Regions from separate parts of the Xenopus tropicalis genome. Here region 2 is linked to region 1. A link is a contact called in public Hi-C data. All regions are on one chromosome and are shown on one strand. Each heading gives the region's core, a stretch centred on a gene start, on an enhancer-like site or on the middle of the called end of the contact. The rest is flanking DNA. Distances are from core to core; before and after follow the strand shown. Region 1 holds the start of rpf2 (ribosome production factor 2 homolog). Region 2 holds the start of slc22a16 (solute carrier family 22 member 16).

Region 1 (6,032 bases), core at 1,895-4,394:
TAAAGGTGGTTATGCACGGACAGATTTCAGCTGCTGATTCTGTAAATTTACATTCTCACCGGTGGGATGTCATATCGGGAAGATTAGTCGCCCACGACAAGGGAGATTTGTCGCAGGCGACTAATCTCCCCGTGTGCCACAGCCCTAAGACAGACTCAGCAGCTTATCTGCCCGTGTATGGAGCCCTCAGACAGGCCTCCCGAACTACTATCTGGCGAAAAATTATAAAGAACTTATATGTCTGCATCCAAATATGGGATCCTACGCTGTTATAAATAGGTTAAGTCCATCCCCTTTATTGTGACATAAAGAATGTCAGAACAACAGAAACAATCATATACACGGTATAGCACGTTTAGTTTAAATAGATTATGCTGAATTCTAGCTCCATATCAGCCCCAAAAGCCTTGAGGCAGCATGGAATGTCAGTTATAGTCTAGAAAATTCTGGAGGGCTGCAGGTTAAATATGACTAAGTTAGAATATAATAAGAATCTAAAAGTACTGCTACCTCTAATTGATATTAAAATGGGGTGTCTTAGAAAAAGAAACATTAGGTTGTATTTCCATGTCTAAACTGTCACCTGACAGCAAGAAAAAGGCTCTTGCTTTCCAAGACAGTGGTAAAAAACAAAGAAAAACTATATAGACTATAGCCCCTTGGTATTTGCCCTGATTAGCCTAACATACACTAGGCAAGCAGTACTCAAAGCAAGAGGATCAACAAGATCCCCAGAAGTCAAATCTTTCTTCCTATATGAGAAAACAGTTATTAAATTGCATAAACTGCATAAAGCAAAGTGCAAAATTAAATCTAAACCGATAACTGGCTCACAATCCTAACCCCCAAATTTACAGGATCTCCCCTGAGAAAACTTACAGGATCTCCCCCTGAGAAAACCAGTTTTTTTCCACCAGTGGTCTGTATTGTTGCCGGCGGAAGGGCATTTTGGAAAGAAAAGTTGCCCGCAGTAGCAGAGATCTATTGCAGGAGACTAAATCTCTCCATGGGACATCAGCCTTACAAAGGACCATCATACAGAATTATAAAACACAAAATAAACAGGAACACTTACTTTTTATAGAGTACAGCATATGGTTTTTTTATAGCATACTGAAAGAGTAAGAATTCCAGTTACAAGGACAGTTCAACACGTAATATTAACGCTTTTTGTATTTGTACTGAAAGGAAACTTGGGATCATGCAAACTAAAATGCAACCAGGAAACATAAAATCTAGAGAACTAGTTCTCAAACATAATAGTCAGTAAAAGCGATATTAATGTTTGACCTGTAAGTGGTTATATGTATACATTAAAAAAAAACCAAAACAAACAAAAAAAAAAAACCATATAAACTTTATAGCATGTTTGGTAAAAACAGATGGCCATACTACACCTTCCAGATCATTGTCAATTTCAAATAGGAGTTGTAATACTACCTCTAATCCTTAAGCAAAAAAAATACTGTTCTATGCTTCCACTATTGTCTCAAAGGGAGAAAAATGTGGTTGCTCCCTATGCAGTAGTCTATAGCCTCTACATATTTGCCTCTAGGAGCCCTAAAAGAGCAGTTTAGTGTAAAAATTAAACTGGGTAAAATAGATAGACTGTGCAAAATAAAAAATGTTATCAATATAGCTAGTTAGTTAGGCAGAAATGTAATCTATAAAGGCTGGAGTGAGCAGAGGTCTAACATAATGGCCATAACATTACTTCCTCCTTTACAACTCTCTAAGCTGTTAGCAGTCAGTAACCAATCAGTGACTTGAGGGGGGGGGGCACATGGGACATAACTGTTTAGTTAGTTTGCATATGAAGCTGACCTGCATGCTCACAAACTAACTGAACAGTTATGTCCCATGTGGCTCCCCTAAAGTCACTGACTAAGAGGTTAGAGAGCTAAAAGCAGGAAGTACTGTTTGGCTATTATGTCAGGCATCTGCTACTCAAGTCTTTGCAGATGACATTTTTGGCTAACAATATTGCAAATATTTTTTTTATTTTGTGCAATCTATCCATTTTATCCAGTTTCATTTTTACACTGAACTGTTCCTTTAAGGTCAGTATGGGTAGTATGGGGCCCTCTGACTGGCCTATCTATCCAAAAATCTGCCAGACGTCAACTGGGCAGGTTGGAGTTTTTTGTTGGATTGAGAGCTACATCTGTGTGTTCATGCAATTCTCATTCTGATTTTCTGCATAGCAGCAATTATGAACATTGCTGAATAGATCTTCTTTACATGTATGACCAGCTTTACATGCAACTAGGTCAGTTGTTCTCAAAATCCATTCACCCAGGTTTTCCATAGTCAACACCTAAGCTTCAAAATAAGGCTTACAGTGATCACAAACTAAAATTTGACACCTGGATATGCAAGATTTACTCTTTCCTTTTTCTACCTTTAGTACAATAACCTTTATCCTAGCCATGCCATAGTACGGCCTCTGTGTTCTTCTGCCCCCACTCCTCTTTATGAATAATATGCTATGCGCAAGGGTAATACAGAACTAGTTAGCAGCATTAAGGAACACCTTCAGCACCCTTTCATGGGATGGCACAGAGGCACTGGGCTACCCATACATACATAATAAGCAATAATACCATTACATTAAAAGGGGCTATATTTGCAGAAGAATACTATATAGAGGTGCAACCTAAATGGCACTGACATAAGAAAGCCGAGTATAACGTGTACTTACAATATCTTTTAGTGCTTGTGTGACTGTATTATTAGCATTGCCTCCTTTGATGAGCATGGCATTTTTGATATTCTCGTTGAGCTTAGGCTCCCTGTGTTCCTGAAATCTCTTTGACCTCTTTGTTTTCGGTTTGCTGGTGATGAAGATATAAACAAGTACCATTAATAAATAACGATGCATAATCACTGCAATGTAAACACGTAAATAAACCCCTACGTGTGTCTGGGAGAGAGAGAGAGGTGTGTTATCTGGGTCTGATTTCCTCTATAAATCATGTACCTTTCCCATTTTGTGAAAATCCCATACTGATTTACTCCAACCAAATTCCAACTTACACCACACGATCCAGTCCAGACATTTTTCGCAGATCGCCAAACCCACGTGGAGTTCTAGTTCCGGTAGCTGCTAGTTTCTACTGCCGATTCGGCCCCCGGTGACGTCATTGGCAAGGGACGCACGGCGTCATCGTCACGTGGTGTATATAAGTTCTAGCTAAAGGCGCGAGTCCATGTTACGCCGAGCCGGTGAGGTACCGTGTGGGTCATAGATACAGAGCTCTGCGGAGTCTCTCTCATGTGTGTTGCGAGTATTGGGTGGGGCAGCCCTGAGAGGGTTGGTGGGGCCGCTGGGAGAATTGGGTGGGGCAGCCCTGAGAGGGTTGGTGGGGTCACTGGGAGTATTTGGTGGGGCAGCCCTGAGAGGGTGAGTGTTATATGAGAGGCATATATAAAAATTAAGAATGTACCAGTGAATTAAACTCCGCTAAACATAGAAGCATTATGTTTCCTACTGATTTATTGAGATATTATTGCAGAACCCTACTAGTCCCGCTCATCTGTTCCACTTCCTGCTGGCTAAATTCTCTGGATGTGCAGGGGAGCCCTTGCACTGTAGGATAGGAACCAATCAGCAGCGCTAGGCTGACCTGATAGGGAACTGAAGCATGTCTTTGTTTTTATGACTGCAGGGCTGTGATTGGCTCTCCCCCTCCTACTGTGCTTCTGGCAGAGACCATTAGGACACGCCAACCCTTCATTTGAAACACTGACAGAGACCTGAGAGGATCTATACAGAGCTCCAATAATGGGGCCATTTTTGCAGACAGTATTCAATTTAAGGCCAAAGTGAAACCAGCACCATATATCGTAATTGCTTACAAAATTAGGGTTTTTTCCATTTATGCAATATGTCTCCTTTAAGCAGAAATTCACTGTAAGCTTCTTAGGTGAACAACATTTGATTGCGCTTGTGCTTAATTTCCAGTGTGGGTGACAAAAAGTTTCCTTCCCACCATTATCTGGCTTTTAGTATTTCTTGTAGTGGAATTGGAAGTGCTTTCATTTTGCATCTTCCTGGTGCAATTGAGTAAGTAAAAGGTATTTAGGGAGTTAGTTTAAGGAAAGCTAAAATCATCATATTTATTGTCTTTATAGAATATGTAAACCTAAAAACACAAGCACGTTTGCAATTGCCAGGGTTCTCTAGTTTACAAAAGGGGAACCACCACATGCTCTGTCTTTTTAGGCCCTCACTTGCTGGATGAAGGAGTGTTAGGGTTGCCACCTGGGCAGTATAAACAATCCCTGATGCTGATGTTATTAAGAGGGAAAAAGGTTAGACCATAGCTAAAAGGCCTGTGTAGATAGGTTCCAGTAGGTGAAGTATGTGCCAGGAAAGAGTTGTAATAGCTCACTCTAGGGGGCCGATTCATTAAAACACGAGTTTGAATCTTTAATGGGACAAATTCGGATTGGATACGATAATTTCTGAAGATCGCAAAAATCAAAAAAATGCTTACGAAAAAATAGTTTTAATCACGATAATATCGTATTGGCGATCCGAAAGTCACGAAATTTTCATACTGAACGATCGTAAAATGCAGGAAAACCTTTTTATCCTTCTGTGCATGATTTTGGAAGCCTCCCATAGGAACTAATGGCACTCTGCAGCTCCAACCTGGCCCAAGGAAAGTCACGATACCAAAGCTTGAAGGAATCCGAAACTTTCATACTTTCGTCGCGAAAATTTTGACACACAGTACAAAAAAGTTGTGAGAGCGACGAAAAAGTTGCGCTAGGTACGAAATTGTCGCAAAAAACACGATTACGAACACGATGGAAAAAAAATGCATTTGGAGCATTCATGTGTTAATATATTTCCCCATAGGAGTGAGAGGCAGGATCGGAGTAGTTAGTAGAGCAGTCAGAGGCTTCAAAGAAGAGGCTAGTTGGGTTAGTACACTATATTGTCAATGCCACTGGTATAGGGACTGAAGTGGTTAGGTTCAGGAATAGAGAGCTTCCTGCAAGTAATACAACACTGGGGACTGTTTCACCAAGGCAGTAAGTACTACCTCTGGGTGTTGCAAACACTATGCCTGTATTCATGTGAATATGTGAATAACAACTGATGTGAGAAAATATCCGCACCCATGAGAGATTGTGTAACATATGTCCAATAAAGAGTTATCATTTTATTGTAAGAATCACTGGCACCCGAGTTATTTAGAACATCTGTTGTGTGGTGGGATACAGCATGGATTACCCACTCCAACAGTAAAGGTCCCCATACACGGGCCGATTATAGCTGCCGATATCGGTCCCTTGGACCGATTTAGCAGCTAATCGGCCCGTGTATGGGCAGAACCGAGCGGCCTGGCCGACCGATATCTGGCCTGAAATTGGCCAGATCTCGATCAGCCAGGTTAGAAAATCCAGTCGGATCGGGGACCGCATCGGCTCGTTGATGCGGTCCCCGAACCGACTGCCCCGTAGGTGAGGATATCGGGTGAAGATCCGATCGCTTGGCGACATCGCCAAGCAAGCGGATCTTATAGTGTATGGGCACCTTAAAGCGAGCGCCCACCTGGGAGAAGAGTCGCATGTAATATGTGCCCTACTGGGAGTTGCTTGTAGTTTAGATAAACTTGGCTGGACTAGGGTATACCATCTGGGTTATTTAAAATCTTAGAAACACCTATATACATGAATACCTATTTACATAAATGAAAACAGAGACCTCTTTTGATGTTACTCTGCTTTTGAAATTGATGAGGAAGGTAATCTGTCCCCAGTAGCATATTATGCATGCAGTAAATGAGTGTTATTATGCCTAGTGTACATACTTTGATGCCCAGGCCTTTTTTTGTGGAGAGGCAGTGAGTACTACTTCCTGATGTTGCAAACACTATGCCTGTATTTGTGTTGGTGGGTAGATGGGTGTTATATCTACGTACAAAATTTTTGGGCGATAAATAATCCTTAAGATACTTGACTGAAAAAAGCGTGGTTGAAGCAGAGTCTGAGCATTTTAGCATTCTTGTAGCTTGTAG
Region 2 (6,032 bases), core at 2,324-4,823, 200 kb after region 1:
TCTCAGCATTTTGGCATTTTGCAGATACCAATAAATTTTTGCCTGGGACTTAATGTGTTTGAATCTGTAAGTACTTCTACGCTTTTCATGGTTATTTTTTGAAAGAGTAATCACTTTGTGGTGACCCCCCACTCATAAAATTATTCCTAAAACCATCGGGAATATGTGTTTTCCGATGGATTTAGGCGACCCCTGTGAAAGAGTTGTTTGACCCCCAAAGGGGTCCCGACCCACAGGTTGAGAACCGCTGCCCTATAGCACTTTTGACTTTCAGAGTGGGCAAAACTGGTGACAGGCAAAATATTACCACTGTTAAGAGTTTAAATGGGGTAGAGGTGGTCCAGAAAATAGATAATATGTAAATATAGACCTTTAAAGTGGACCTGTCATCCAGACATAAAAAGCTGTATAATAAAAGCCCTTTTCAAATTAAACAAGAAACCCAAAATCATGTTTTTATTACCACATCCATACCCATTATAAAAGCATTTTAAAATCCCAGCTGTCTGCCCACCTCTATGCCTTAGGCATAGAGGTGGGGCAGACAGTTACTTTCACTTTCAATTCAGAACTTCTTAGATGTTGCTGCACTCCTCACACTCCCCCTCCCTCCTCACCATCTCATTGTGTAACCAGTGCATGGACATGGGCCTCAGGTCCCCCCATACTGGCACAAAAAAAAGTTATTGGCAGGATGCAATGCCTGCTTTGATAACAGTGTCCACAAAATGGCCCCTGCCTGCTTGCTGCAATTGTGAATTCCAAGGCTGAAGAAAATAAGATTAAAATAATTTATACAGTGTAAGTAAAGTTTATTTTGCTTGCCAAACACAATAGGAAACAATTTGAAATTATTTCTTAAGGTGACAGGTCCGCTTTAAATGCCAATACATGCATATTGTTGAAGAAATTTCAGGAAATGTTTAAGTATGGCAGATGCAAATTCAGCATTTGCTCTGGGGCTGTGATCCATTATTGTATGTACAATTGTACTACAGCTAAAGGAGAAGGAAATGTAAAAACTAAGTAAGCTTTATCAGAAAGGTCTGTGTAAATACAGCCATAAGCACTCCCAGAAATGCTGCACTGAGTCCTGTATCAAAAGAAACACAGGATTTCTTGTCTCTTTTTTGTAAACATGATGTTCCACTGTCTGACTCCTTCTCTCAGATACATCCTTAATTCCTGCGGCCCGAGTCTGTGCAGTTCTCTTCTCTCTCCCCTCTCCTGCTTCCCCCTCCCACTAGAATGCTAAGTACTCCCTCTCCCCTCCCTTAGGAATGTGTGATCTGAGCTATAACAGCTAGACTGAAGGAAGGAAGCTACTTAAAATAGCAGCTGCTATCTTAAGCAAACAGAGAAAGCTTCTAAAGCGGTTTACTCAGGTATGGTAATGGTTTCTGCAGAATAAATATATTATTCTAGGTGGCACTAATATGGCAAATCTATTGCCAGTAAAATGCCAAAATGACTTTCCTTCTCATTTAAAAGGACAGTATGCACCCAAAACACATTTGTTATAATAAAACACAATAAATTTGTTTCATTTTGTCTATTCTGCTAATTAAAAAAAAAATCAATACTTTTTGGCATTATAAAACACTAATTAGAAACTGTTTTTTTTTCTACTTCCCCTCATTATAAATAGGGCAATGTGTTCTGAATTCCTTATCTGCCTTTGAACAAACAGATCTCTCCCTTCCCTAAAATACAGCCTGTGAGCAGCTCATTATCAGGGGCTTCTTCCCAGTGCACTGGTAATTCCGTTTATCAGCTGCTCCTCTGCTCGTCAGAACCAGGAAGTGACAATGCGGAATGTGAAACTAGTTTAAATTTCTTCTTTAGTGCCAGCAATAACAAAAAAAATAGATTTGTTTTTAAAATTAAAACAATAAGCAAAAAGTATGTTCAGAACGGGCATGTTGACATAGGGTGTAAAATGTTTCATTAAACTAAACTTAAAATGGCATTTAGAATAAGCCATAGTGGGAAGCAATTAGATGTGGTCCTCTTTTTTAATCATTTTAAAGACCACCAAAGTGTCTCTTGCTTTATTTTCAACAACATTATGAAAAACTTAAAATTAAATAATACAGCATAGACCACCCATCTCCCTCCTTCCAAGACTAATGGAAGATAACTGGAAGAAGTTAACAGTTCTCTTCAGCACCTCCTCCCTGTGTTGTAGGTTACAGATACTTAATTATAAGCTTTTTTCATGATGGTCTAGAACCCCTGCGAAATTCTTCCAGTCTGTTCCCTCTACATGTTGGAGAAGTGAGACTGGCGAAGGAGCACTGTCTCATATCTTCTAGAACTGAACAGCCTTAACAAGTTATATGTCAATAGGTAAAGATGTAATCCGGTACATAATAGATACTGTTATCCCTAGGGTTGCCACCTTTTTTTGGAAAAAAATACTGGACTCCCTATATTTTTATGTTTTTTTTCCCATTAATAACATTGGCATTAAGCATCATTTTTACCAGTCATATAGTCACATACCTATACGTAACCATCCCCCCTCCCTGCAAAAAAAAAAACCTTGGAGGGGCCCAGCATGAGCATCTATCTCTACCTGGCCCCACCTCCACATACCAACGTGCTTGCCAGTCCCTTGTGTTCCCCACTCTCTGCATCTGGGAAAGGGGGATTTCTATAGAGGAAGCAGATCTCATAGTCCAGGTTCCCCTGCCCCAAGGCCCAAATTTGTGGCAAGGCCCTGCCGCACAGGAATATGTTTTGCCCACATATGGAGCAATGGGGAGAGGACACACTTTAGCACGTCCTCTCCCCACTGCTCTGTATGAGTTAAGTGGCGGACTCGGAGCTCCCTATTCAGAAATCCAGCCCTGCCCGCCCCCCCCCAATGTCTGACACTTGCAATTCGAGCACAACACACAAAACTATATTCGAAAGAGGTTTTACTGGACCAGCTTTAAAGAATCTGAACATTACCGAAATCTGATAGTGAGTGACAGAAAACCTCTGGGCCTACCTATATAAACTGTGACATACCCTCACTGGCACAATTATAGAGTTATGGCTCTGTGGATCCTCAGATGAGAATTAAGTTACTCACTTGCCCTTGGAGATGGTGGGGATCCTCTGGCACCCATCATGCCCAACACCTCTCTCCTCAGGAAGGTTCCAAGACTTTGTAGAGTCCCAATTAGGAATTAAGACTTCATACACCTGCCTGGATAAAACAAATATAGCGTTTTTGTTTTTTTGTTGTTCATTGTTTTTGCCAACATGTTTTATGTCTGAGGCTTGCAAAAATAGCCTCCCTGGAGTACCCCTTGCACAGCATATTTACTTTCAGAAACATGCCAGGGTCTGTACATAGTATTTTCAGTAGCAAATACTGTGCATTTTTTTCTCCACTGTGAAGTGTTTATAATGAAAGAAGTGAGCAATGGCAGCACAGATAAACAGGCATTATTTAGGAAGGCTGTATGCTGAGCTAGGGTCTCGTTTCTTCTGGATACCAACAAGTACAGCACAAGTCTGACTGCTCCGTTACACAGATACTCTTACACAGATATGAGCACACACTAGGAACACACATCTATTTACACAATCTGCCCTTATTCAGGTTTCACAGACGCATGCGACACAATGCTGTACACAATGTACTTTTCTTTAAGCAGAAAAAAAAATGAGTAAAAGTTCACGCAACAACAAGGCAGGAGTTTCAGCACAGCTTGGCACTAGCAGCATGCCAAGCTCGAATGCCTGAAAGAAAACACTTTGGGAGGAGACCTTGAGGCAGCAGTGAGACACCAGAGCTGCCAGCAGCCACAGTATGGAGCGCTTATTTGACTATGTGGGACACTTTGGAAGGTAAGGACCCCCAACAGCATGAACTTGCCTTTGATAAAGGGGGACCAGTAGCTGGACAAAACCATAAGAACTTGGGTCCATGGGACAACTGCATCCAGGTTTTCCATGGAAAGCTTAACATGTGGGAGAGAAGGGGATACTTAATATTTCTTTGATTAACCTTTTGTCTCAGCATTATTTATATACTACATATGGGTCTTTGATAAGTCAGTAATGGTCTTAATATAATGTGTTCTCTGTTGTGGTTGTGTTGCTGTACAGGGAGCTGGTATACACTGCCTAATGACACTGTTTTGGGTCCAGAACCATAATTTAGGTAGACCTAGTGCACAGGAATCTGGCAGGCAAGATTTTGTACTAAAAGGTGATGTTCCAAAGGTTTTTTTTTTAATTTAAGGTAAAACATTATATTATAATTCTCCTGGTATACAAACTTTTCTGTAGGGGGTAAATGTGAAAATTGTTAATGTTTCCAGACATCTATTAGAAAGTTTGGCAGTGATGTTTTATATAAGTAAGGCCTGGTTTCTGGCTGGGATAAACAGGGCTTAATTTTGCTCTGGGGGCCCAGGCTTCTTCTACTGGTAACCATAATGCATTCCTACAGCGCATGCAATTTGTGACGCATATATCTTACAGCACACCTGCTTCTATGCTGGACTTCTAATAAAAACAACACACTGAGAGTAAAGGTGGCCATACACGCACCGATATTATCGTACGAAACCTCGTTTCGTACGATAATCGGTGCGTGTATGGCATGTCAGCGAGCCGACCGATATCGCAGGAAGCTGCTGAAATCGGTCGGCTCGCCGATCGGCCAAGTTAGAAAATTTTGATCGGGCGCCATAGAAGGCGCCTGACCAAAATTCTCCCTTCAGAGCTGAATCGGCAGAAGGAGGTAGAAATCCTATTGTTTCTACCTCCTTACCTGCCGATTCAGCCCTGAATGGTGTGTGGCGGATCTGACGATGTTTCGTGCGACCGACGGTCGTACGAAACATCGTGAGATCGCCACGTGTATGGCCAGCTTTAAAACTTCCATTCCTAAAAGCTTATGGGTTTAGATAAATGAAAAGTGTTTTTCTTCTGATGACAGTAAGGTCACATAAGGCCCCGACTAGGTAATGAGATCAGCTACTGTGCAGCTGTCATACCAGCAAGGAATGGAATTATTGGGAGCCCAGTAAAGAAGATTAACATTGAGGGTGAAAAGGAATCCTGAGAAAATGAGGTACCCTTTGCCAGAGGTATTGCAGTTCTTATTACACCATGTGCATTAGGCACCACATCAGTGTCCTGAGAAGTTTAAAAGAGTTTATTTAATCTAGAATAATGTGCTGAACCCATGCATAGAGATAAGGCAGTTATTTATTCAGGAACCAAATCTGACTCTAAGTAAATATCACTGAAACAATGGTTGCTTTTTTATGTAGAATTGCCCAGATGGAGTCTGTGACAATACAAAAACGTCACCTTTACAGGTCAGATTTGATGCTTTTGTCCTCCGCATGCCGGATCTGTACCTTGTGCCAGTTGTGCAGTGCAAACCCAGGGTAGATTGGGCAGTGGTAGGTGCCAAACATGCAAGAGCACTGGGCTCTTAATTAACTCAGCTCAAGCAGGATTGAGTGACACAAAAAAAAGGATTTCTAAAACAGAAAAAAACCCCAATGATTTTTGTGCAGTATTGTCTCTTTTCTCTGTATCTGGGCAACAGTAAGGTGCATCTGCTGCTGGCAAATATTAAAGGGCTTTAATTCTCCTTTGGGTACTCATGGATAGTCACTGAAATGAGGAGACGAAAATAGATCCATATTAAAAGGTTACAGGCAAAGAGTCATAATAGGCAAAGAGAAATGTGTGCCCGGCTGTGCATATTTCAGTACCAAGAGCCAATGCAATATCCTCTTCACAAAATAAAAGAATTTAAACACAGTTACTCTTTTGCCTAATGGTTAATAATCCAGTTCTTCATACTTTGGAGATTAGAGCATTAACTGGGGAACAATTTGCAAAATGGTGTTTCAATTTGAGTCATTTGATTATTTTTACAACAGAGTTGACAAATGGGTCATGCTGGTGAGTGGTATGAAAAAACAGAGTTTTAAGTAGCACAATCACCAGTGGATTATCAGTGAGGACCAACCAGCCCTGGGTGGTGTTTACTGTCAGCTGTAAAAATA

What was found. Hi-C and Micro-C count contacts between places; a contact is called where the count stands out from the background.
Region 2: a contact with region 1 is called in a Hi-C map of neurula embryo, with 2.4 times the contacts expected there. The contact joins the promoter of slc22a16 here to the promoter of rpf2 in region 1. A contact is called at or near these places in 4 of 5 Hi-C or Micro-C datasets (brain, gastrula embryo, neurula embryo and 1 more).

Annotation. Positions count from the first base shown.
Region 1 is chr5:77,118,001-77,124,032 of UCB_Xtro_10.0, forward strand. It overlaps rpf2 (ribosome production factor 2 homolog), which reads right to left and starts at 3,145. Exons shown (of 10, transcript NM_001008430.3): 1 at 3,037-3,145; 2 at 2,702-2,834; 3 at 1,076-1,113. The coding sequence starts at 3,059.
Region 2 is chr5:77,319,305-77,325,336 of UCB_Xtro_10.0, forward strand. slc22a16 (solute carrier family 22 member 16) reads left to right here and starts at 3,574. Exons shown (of 8, transcript XM_002936935.3): 1 at 3,574-3,846. The coding sequence starts at 3,809.